Linked DNA regions of Sus scrofa: all the other regions are linked to region 3. A link is a contact called in public Hi-C and HiChIP or PLAC-seq data. All regions are on one chromosome and are shown on one strand. Each heading gives the region's core, a stretch centred on a gene start, on an enhancer-like site or on the middle of the called end of the contact. The rest is flanking DNA. Distances are from core to core; before and after follow the strand shown.

Region 1 (2,953 bases), core at 85-2,584, 530 kb before region 3:
GAATCCCCAATTTCCAACAGCTACAACTACGTTCAAATACACAAATCTACTCAATAGCTCTGTCCTTGCAAACAATAGCTTGTGGTGGTTGCAGACTCCGCGCGAAACCTCAACCAACGAGCTTTAGGTCCTGGACCCGCAGTCACACCACAGAAGCATATCACAAGCACAGCGCCAGGCTCTGGGAGATTAAAACCCACAAGCAGCCCGGTAGGAACCCCGACTGGGTTAGTCCAAGCGAACCCGAGCCTTACCAACTGGCCAGACCCATGGGGGGTGCACGACACTGGAGCTAGGTGAGCCCCTACAGAGCATTAAGGGTTGCAAGGGACAAGGCTGCAATCTGGTGAGGCAAGGTAATCTCCGCGCACACCTGGGCAATCTGGCGGATGCCGCAGGGAACCGGTCCAGGTAAGAGAGCGGTCCCGCCTCCCGTCCTCGGTGGAGAACTCGGGCAGATGCAGACACAGGCTCCGCCATCCCCACCCCGCAGCCAGCTGCTCACCGGTGCTGCAGCCCTACAAGTCCCAGAGTGATCACGTGCGGCACATCCAGCTGCGTGGGCCACTCTCCTGAGGCAATGCACCCGAACACACCGCACTCCTCTCGGACCCCCAGCTCCTCCAGCTCCATGTCGTCGAAAGCACGTGGAGGGAGCGGCCGCCGCAGGAGGAGTCTAAGCACCAACCAGCTGCTCGCTCGGCCTGGGGCACCAGAGGCTCGCGCGGATGAAGCCCCTTCCTTCCAGGCGGCAGGACCCTCGCTACTGCGGCGGCGCGTGCTCCCCTCTAGTGAGTGTAATTTAGCTCGCCCCGCCCCTGCCCCGCCCCTCACAACCCACCAATGAGCGGAGGCGGAGGGTGGGCTCCGCGGTTAGGGCGGGGCCAGGGCTCCCGTGGGTGGAGCTAGTCCTTTACCTAAGCCCTTAGGGAAGGTAATTTTCCTGCTTGGGAGAATCTCCGTTATTTTCTGGCATCCAAGCTAGGGGTGATGAGGCTAGCTGGGTGGAGGTCGCTTCTCTCCCAGAGAAAGTAAACTTTTTGTGTCCCTCCCCACATGCTTTCCCCTGGGCGTCACTACTTGGTATGCTCCAACCTCTGACCCGCTCTCTCAGCGGAGGAGGGGGCCGGGTGGGCGAGCCGCCGCGGGGTGGGGAGGGGCCGCCGGTGCGCGCCACTTTCCTGTCTTCTGGCTCTGCGCCCGCGCGCAGGGCGGTGCACCCGCCGCGTTGCGGCGCCTGCGCCGCGGGAAGCCTGCGAGAAGCGGTGGCCCCCGGCGTTCAAGTTCCTCTCCGGCTGCAGAGACCCCCGGGAGTCCCGCTCCGTTGTGGTGCTCGGAGTCCGAGAGGGGGCGCCGTGCATCCCGCGGCCCCGCCGGGGGCGTGTCTGGGGCCGTGCCTCCCTTCCCCGCCCTGGGAGCCTCTGATTGCGCTTCTTTTCCAGAGTCCTCCCTCTTGTGCAGTCGCTGCAGCTGCCCCCAGCCCGCTCCGGACAATGGCGACGGCTGAGGGTGAGTAATCAGCGGCCCGGGGAGTTGGGTTTCCTGCTTCCGCGGCCTTCCAGCTCCTCGGCCTCGAGCTCGAGGGCTCGACGCGGACAGGTGCGCTCTTCACTGCCCAGATCACAGCCTCCCGGGCAGTGCCTGGCTTCCCGCACCCGCCCCTCCGGACGAGCGGACACGTGGCCCGGGCGCCGGAGCGGTGCATTGGAAACAAAGCGCTCCCAGCCTCCCAACTTTCTGAAACATCCAGAACTGCCTCTGGCATGGGGAAAAGGAGCAAAGGGTAATTAAAACGAGAAATGGTCAGAGGTTGGAGAGCTGCCTGGAAATCGCGCTTGCAGTCAATAGATATTGCAAAAGAGTTCACGGGAACATGTGGTGTCGACTCTTCAAAGTCTTGCTTTTTCCTGTTACGTTAATAATAACCTGCTATTTCATAAAATTAGTAATTGAACGTTTTGAAAAATTTAAAATTTGCTGTCCAAGTTTTGTGTGTGTGTTTTAGTTTTTTGTACCAATGATGGCCTTGGAGAGTTCCAAAACCACCAGACCAAAAAAGTTTGCTTCTTCACTTTGCATTGACCCTATTACATATTTACATAATACTAATTTTGTTCGCTCATGATTAGGATCCTCAGGAAAGATCCTTTGTGTTATTTTTACTGATAAAACTGCCCTCCTCCCATACTCTATTTCTTTCTCTCTCTCTCTTTTTTTTTTTTTTTTTGCTTTTTAGGGTGGTACCACGCGGCAGGCATATGGAGGTTCCCAAGCTAGAGGTCAAACCTTAGCTGCAGCTGCTAGCCTACAGCACAGCCACAGCAATGTGGGATCCAAGCCATGTTTGCCACTTACACCGCATCTCACCGCAGCTGGGAATCCTTAACCCACTGATCGAGGCCGGGGATCTAACTGCATTTCTCAAATACTGGTTGGGTTCGTTACTGCTGAACCACAATGAGAACTCCCTAATTTGCACTTCCTTGCCCAGAAATGTTTGCTGGCAACCCAAAAGCTGTTAAAATCCAGTCTAAAGAACCTTTCATTCCTATCCTGCCTATCACCCCCTTCCTACCTCTTCAACCTTTACTTTGCTTTTTCTCTCTTGTGAATCCTAAGCGTACATTCCAGTCAGGTTAATTTACCAAAGTCATTACTCCCTCTGGTTCTCTATGCTGTTTTTTCTAGAACAGGTCTGTCTAATTGAAACACAATGTTATAAACTATATGTAACTTTGTTTTCTAGTAGCCACATTTAAAAAAAAAAGAAACAGATGAAATGATTTTAATATATTTTTAACTGCATAATTCCAAACTCATGTCATTTTAACATGTAATGAAAAAAAAATTAAGATTTTTGCAAACTTTTTTTCATATTGAAATCCAATGTGAATTTTGCACTTGACTTACATCTCAGTTTGGAGTAGCCACATTTCAAGTATTTCATAGCCAC
Region 2 (3,232 bases), core at 624-3,123, 590 kb before region 3:
AACTCATTTCCCTACTGATTCATCCATGTGACTTAATAAATATGAATTAGGGAAAATAAAACATTCCTAAAGACAGCAAAATGAAGCAATAACTGCTGATGTCAACAGGTATGGAAATGTTAAGGTTTTCTTTTTTTTTCCCCCTCACTCTCTTTTATTTGGCCACACCTGAGGTATGTGGAAGTTTCTGGGCCAAGGATCAAACCTGAGCCATAGCAGTGACAATGGCAGCTCCTTAACCTGCTGAGTCACCAGGAAACTCCAATGCTATGGTTTCTAAAAACTTAAAAATATAAAATAAGCACTTCTATAAATGCTAGCTCTTTTTGTGACACACAAGGTAAAAATTTAAAGCTTTCTTCACACATACACACAAATGAGCATTATATAAATGTAAGGAAGGTGTTCCATAGCACATACAAAAATTATGTAAGTCCACTTCTTATTCAGTTAGTACAGAAGGGCACCTTCTGCTTCTCTGTTTGCAGATGAGTAACAATTGCCTATACTACATAATTATACTACGGGATTTTAACAAAAAGTCAGTCTACATTTTAAAAAATGCATTATTTCAAAGCAAAAACATATACAGCAGTTAACTGTCCACACAAAGACCACTAAAATTACTTGACAGCAAAGAAAAGGACAAGACTCTAAAATGAGTAAAATTACTTTAGAAAATGCCATTTTCATGACAAATTCCAACATTCCCCACAAATATCTACACAATTAAGATTTTTTTTTTTTTTTTTTTTTAGGGCCACACCTGTGTCATATGGAAGTTCCCAACCTAGGGGACACCACAGCCACAGCAAAGCAGGATCCCAGCAGCGTCTCTGACCTTCACCACAGCTCAGGGGCAACGCTGGATCCTTAACCCACTGAGCCAGGCCAGGCATCAGAACCATGTCCTCATGGATACTGTCTGGTTCATTACCCCTGAGCTACAACGGGAACTCCACAATTAAGATTTTTTAATTGCTAGTTTCCCACTGGATGCTACAGAGAATTAAGGCAACATCTATTCTTGTTGTCTTAAGTTTTTATTTTCATTAACTGAATCATAAATACATTCGCTCCAACAGAGAGTACTATACTTACTGGATGCCCAAACACTGGGACCATATAAGGAAAAAAAAAAGAACAAGCAAAATCTGATAAACAGATTATATGTGTAACAGGATCATTCAGTTTTAGGACAGCTGCTATTTTATTTACATCTGTAGAGGCTGATACTTAGTCATCAGAGGTCTTGGTGACTTTCCTAAATGGTGACTTACCATTTTAAAGATTGATAAATAATCTAAAAGCTTATTTTCCCGTATCCATCGGCTTTTTAATTTAGATTATGCGACTACGTTAACAGCAATGCACTTTATAGCCTCCAACAGATTTTTTTCAATTGCTTTCCAAAACCACGCCAGCAAGACGAGGTAGACATTTCCATGCGAAAGGAGCAGAAGGTCTAAGGCAGCAGACCGAAGAAAGCACAGGGCTCCAGGGCAGCCTGTGCACCACTCCATCCACCAGGCACCACTGATAAACGGCCGAGACCTGTCGGCGGCCCTGAACCTAAGCAAACTTGTGCGCAGCCAGCCCAGGTGCTGCCGCCCCACTCCTCCCTCACACACGTCCGCCTGGACACTGCCTCCCGCGGAAGTCCAGTCTGAAGGCCTAGCGGGGAGAGGTCAGCGGGAAGGGGGTGGCGACGAGGTCCCGACAGCACAGCCCCGACGCCAGTTCACGCACACAGACAAACCAGCGCCCCGGGGGGAAGAGCCGGCCCACCGCGCGGCCCGCAGGGTGCCGCACAGCGCGGGCTCTCGCAACAGCCTTCAGCGTCGCCTCGTGACGTCCTTCCGCGGCGCCTTGCTTACGTCATCGCGAGCGACCCGGGAAGGAAGCGTCGCCCCGCCCCGCCCCGCCTCGCCCCTTCCTGGAAGTGCCGGGCCAACCAGAGAAAAGAGTTGGTGTGGGTGTCGCCAGCTCCTCTCCTTTCAAGTTTCCGCTCTAGTATAGAGGCGTTGAGGGCAGCTTCCAGGGACTTTGGAGCTGACCTGCTTGGAGTTGCACCCTTTTGTGCTTGCCAAGAAACCTCAATTCCGGGCAGCTGCCTCCTCGTTTCTAAAGTGGGGATAAAGCTGTCCCGGGGGGTTGATGTGAAGAGCATTGAAACCAGAGTGAAATACGCAGGGGACTGGACTTCATCACTTGGACAAACAAAAAAAACCCTCCCCACATTGCGGAGACTGTGACTGTAGCAGTGAAGCCCGCAAACGAAGTCCCTAACATTCAGATGAATTTAAATAACAAAATTTCAGCTTTCACTAGGAGCTATTAAAAAGCAGGTTTGAGGGGGAGAGAGTAACTTGAGCCACAGGCCTGAATAAAAATCTATTTTAACGAAGGTGTTGTAATTGGAAGCATGCAAGTTAGTTATTTACAATGTCAAGAGAAATAATAGTAATTTTTCTAAGCTATTGTGCTGGTAGCAGAGAGGAAGCTGAAACTCAGTCCCCCTAAAACCGAGTTCCCTTATTGAGTATGATTAATCTCCTCGGTAACTTTATTCCCTTTCCTGTTCCCTCTGACCTCAATCCTGTAGTAACTGAACACTAGTCAACCAGTCAGATGACAAAGATCACTGTTGTTGATAACATCATTCATATACTAAAATCGCTGTTGTATATATTGTCATCACTAACACACAAACTTAGATTGTTTCTCCAGGGCAAGATGAGCTCACTGACCTGGATCACCTGGCCAGAGACTAAACCTGAGACAAATTGACTCCCAACTCAGCAGTAAGAAATGTGACAGAAATGGTGATTAATCCCATTTTCCTTGTTCTTCCCCCTTTAAAGCACCCCTCGCTTACAAACCAAGACTGGATCTAAGACCTGTCTCCCACTCCCTTGCTTGGCACCCTGCAAACAAACCCCTGCTGTTTTGTAAACACTCTCTGCCAGAGAGTTTGGCTTTGGCATTCTCCTGTGGTGCAGCAGGTTAAGGATCCAGCAGTGGCTTGGGTGGCTGCTGTGGCACTCCTGGCCAGAGAATTTCCACATTCTGGGAACCCAGGAACAACAACAGAGGGTGTGGCTCTCTGCTCTGATGGCACAGGAGCCCTTGCTCAGTTATAAATGATCAGGGTTCCGGCTTTGTTCTGCCTAGAGCACTGCAAAGGCAGCCTGGCTTCCATAATACCTGAAAAGGCACAGGGTTCTCTTCA
Region 3 (3,062 bases), core at 352-2,851:
GGTGGTGCACCAGCAACCAGCAGCGCTGGCACACCGTCCTCGCCAGCCCGCCGTCCGCCTGCGCCGCCGCGCGGAGGAACTTCTCGCTGGGCAGGTAGCCGGGCACGCCGGGGTCCTGGCAGTGCAGCTCCGCCCCGCATCCCGAACAGTTCAGGCCGCTGGGTGCCACCGTCGGGTCCGGGTGCCCCACGACCGGCTGCGCCCGCTGCACCCGCCGAGCGGCCCGGAGCTTCTGCTGGCGCCGCTCCTCCCGCCGCTGCTGCATCTGTCGTTCGTTCTCTTCTTGCCGCTGCTGCACCTCTCGTAGCTGGTCTTGGAGGGTCGGTGCGGGCTCCGGCTCCGGGATGTACTCGGGGAACAGAAAACTCTCCTCTAGGTCGGCCCTTCCTTCGCTGCCCCCAGTCGCAGTCCGGTACCGAGAACGCCCCCGGCCCAGGGCCCACGGGCGCTGGGATGAAAGGCTGGCCGCACATCTCCTCTCCAGGAGCGCGTCCTGGAGACCAAGGCGCGCGGCCGTGGGAGAGGCTCCCTGCAGGAAGCCGCACAGCAGCCTAGGAGCGAGGCGCGTGGGCAGCATGGAAACGCGGGCGCGGGCCAGGGGCGGGCCACCGGTTTGCCAGGAGCGCGTCCCGGAGACCAAGGCGCCTGGCCGTGGGAGAGCCACCTCGCAGGAGGCCGCACAGCAGCCTAGGAGCGAGGCGCGCGGGCGGCATGGGCACGTGGGCGCGGGCCAAGCGCAGGCCACGGGTTTGCACGCGCACTGCGGCCCCAGCTGCTTGGTAAACCGGAAAAAGCCTGGGACGACCAGAGAGCTGTCATTGGTCAGCGTCGCCCTTCGGCTCCTCCTCCCGATCGCATCTCGTGAGATCTCGCGATGAAGCCGCTGAGGCCCGAGAACCCACCTAAGGCGGAGCTAAAGGCACGGGAGGTCCGGGCTCGGCGGGGTTGGCTAGGTCAGCCAGCGAGTGAGGCTTTGGTCGGGCTTCGGCTGCTGCCTGCAGCTCAGAAATCGCACTTTTTTTTTTTTTTTTTTTTGGTCTTTTTACCATTAGGTTCCCAGGCTAGGGGTTGAATCGGAGCTGTAGCTGCCGGCCTACGCCAGGGCCACAGCAACGCCAGATCCGAGCCGCGTCTGGGACCTACACCACAGCTCACGACAATGCTGGATCCTTAACCCAATGAGCGAGGCCAGGGATCGAACCTGCAACCTCATGGTTCCTAGTCAGATTCGTTAACCACTGAGCCACGACGGGAACTCCAGAAATCGCACTTTTTAAACTTTAACAAAGCTGAGGTATAGTTGATGTACAGAGTAGTCATTTTTCAAAACTTTTTTTAAAGTTTTTGCAACTGAAAAAATAAAGCACAACTACATCCTTTTATTAACAAATCTTATTGTCTCCAGGGGCTACTATTTGTGCAACAACATTGCAAAACAAGACTTCATTCGGTAGCTGTGACGCGGCCCCGCGGGGCAGCCACAGAAGAGTCAACCCCCAAACTGCGCATGTGTAGCACTAACCTTTCGCAGGCCTTAGCCTACTTTCGCGCAGGCGCAAACCTTACGGCGGCTTCTTTGTGGGCGGGGTTTCGCGGGAGCCGCAGGATATTCTGGGAGCGCCGGAAACGGAAATCACTTTGCCTGGCGCTGCGGCCGGGGGGAGCCTGCTGGCGGTGGCTGCTGGCGGTGTCCTGCGTTTCACTTCGAGGATTGGGAGCTCCGGGGTCGTGTGCCAACATGTATGACGCGGACGAGGGTAGGTGACCCTTTAGAACACTGCGCGGCGAACCGTCGGAGGGGGGAAACGTGGGAGCCGGGCGAGTCGAGGGTTTGAGGCCTTCTTCCCCGCCCGCCGCGCGGGGTCCCCAGGCGTTTTCCCCTCCATCCCCGGGCCGGGGACGAACTAGGAGGGTGGACCGGCGGGGAGCGCAGCATTTATAACGTTTGTTGTCTCCACTGGCTGCTTCTGGAAAAGTGACACCCCCATCCGTCCGTATTGAAATAGCAGGCGGCTTCTGCGACCAGTACCGGTGTTTGGGGTTCATCTGAAGCAAAGGGCTCCTCGACTTCCCTTAACGTCAGAGATAGTGGATTTATTGAATAGTCGAATGTTTGAACGTCAGCTTGTGCTGGGCGATGTGCTAGGCTCTGCAAATACAGCCGGTGCAGAGAATACAGGGTGGGAGGGGGGATTGGGCTTGTTTGGCGTCCTTCACTCTGCTTTCCGCTTAAGTAAATTATCTTGAGAGATGACTTTTTTACTCAACAGGGCTAATATATACTCATTTTCTTTTTACATATAGCATCTTTAGTGTGTACCGCTTTTTCGTTATATGTATGTGTGTATGTACATATATGTATTTTTTTCTCTCTTTTTTGGCGGCCCCACGGCATTTGGAGTACCCAGGCCAGGGCTCAGATCCAAGCTGCAGCTAACGAACTAAGCCACGCCTGTGGAAACATTGGATCTTTAATTCACTGTGCTGGACTGGGGATCCAACCTGTGTTCCAGTGCTCCCAAGACGCCTCCAATTCGTTAGGCTACGGTGGGAACTCCTCTAATGCTTCCTCTTCCATTCTCCACAGCTATTGTTTCAAACTTCATTTTCTTCTAGCTCCCAATCTCGTTGACACTCCTCATATTTCTCCTTATTCCCTCAGAGAAAGTTGAAGCAAAAAATTAAACTCTACCGTTTAAGCTTCTGTTTCATTTTTATTCTGCATTTAGAAATTTATTAGCATCATTGTATTCTTTTTTCTTAACTGCTATCTCAGAAAAAAAATTCCGAAAAATATATACCTTTTTCTTTTTAGGACCGAAGCTGTGGCATATGGAAGTTCCCTGGGCTGGGGTTGAATTGAGTTGCAGCTGCTGGCCTACAGCACAACAATGCCAGATCCTAGCTGCATTTGCAACCTATGCCACAGCTTCTGGCAGTGCTGGATCCTCGATGGCCAGGCATTGAACTCACAGCTGCTCTGTTGGGTTCTTAACCCATTGAGCCATGATGGGAACTCCTCAGAAAAGTGTTTTTAGCTAAATTTTTTTTTTTTTCCTGGC

What was found. Hi-C and Micro-C count contacts between places; a contact is called where the count stands out from the background. HiChIP or PLAC-seq counts read pairs in DNA pulled down with a chosen protein or histone mark.
Region 1: a contact with region 3 is called in a Hi-C map of liver, with 6 times the contacts expected there. The contact joins the promoter of PPAT here to the promoter of POLR2B in region 3. A contact is called at or near these places in 1 of 5 promoter capture datasets (liver), 1 of 47 Hi-C or Micro-C datasets (liver) and 1 of 2 datasets of contacts at active chromatin or transcription factors (skeletal muscle).
Region 2: an H3K27ac HiChIP or PLAC-seq map of alveolar macrophages shows a contact between it and region 3. The contact joins the promoter of AASDH here to the promoter of POLR2B in region 3. A contact is called at or near these places in 3 of 47 Hi-C or Micro-C datasets (blood and liver) and 1 of 2 datasets of contacts at active chromatin or transcription factors (alveolar macrophages).

The regions. Positions count from the first base shown.
Region 1 is chr8:55,699,743-55,702,695 of Sscrofa11.1, forward strand. It overlaps PPAT (amidophosphoribosyltransferase), which reads right to left and starts at 1,335. Exons shown (of 11, transcript XM_003482396.4): 1 at 506-1,335. The coding sequence starts at 633. PAICS (multifunctional protein ADE2) reads left to right here and starts at 958. Exons shown (of 10, transcript XM_021101375.1): 1 at 958-1,083; 2 at 1,443-1,509. The coding sequence starts at 1,057.
Region 2 is chr8:55,643,648-55,646,879 of Sscrofa11.1, forward strand. AASDH (acyl-CoA synthetase family member 4) reads right to left here and starts at 1,874. Exons shown (of 15, transcript XM_021101363.1): 1 at 767-1,874. The coding sequence starts at 775.
Region 3 is chr8:56,231,129-56,234,190 of Sscrofa11.1, forward strand. POLR2B (DNA-directed RNA polymerase II subunit RPB2) reads left to right here and starts at 1,602. Exons shown (of 25, transcript XM_003129037.5): 1 at 1,602-1,757. The coding sequence starts at 1,739. LOC100621115 (nitric oxide-associated protein 1-like) reads right to left here and starts at 1,054. Exons shown (of 7, transcript XR_002346682.1): 1 at 1-1,054.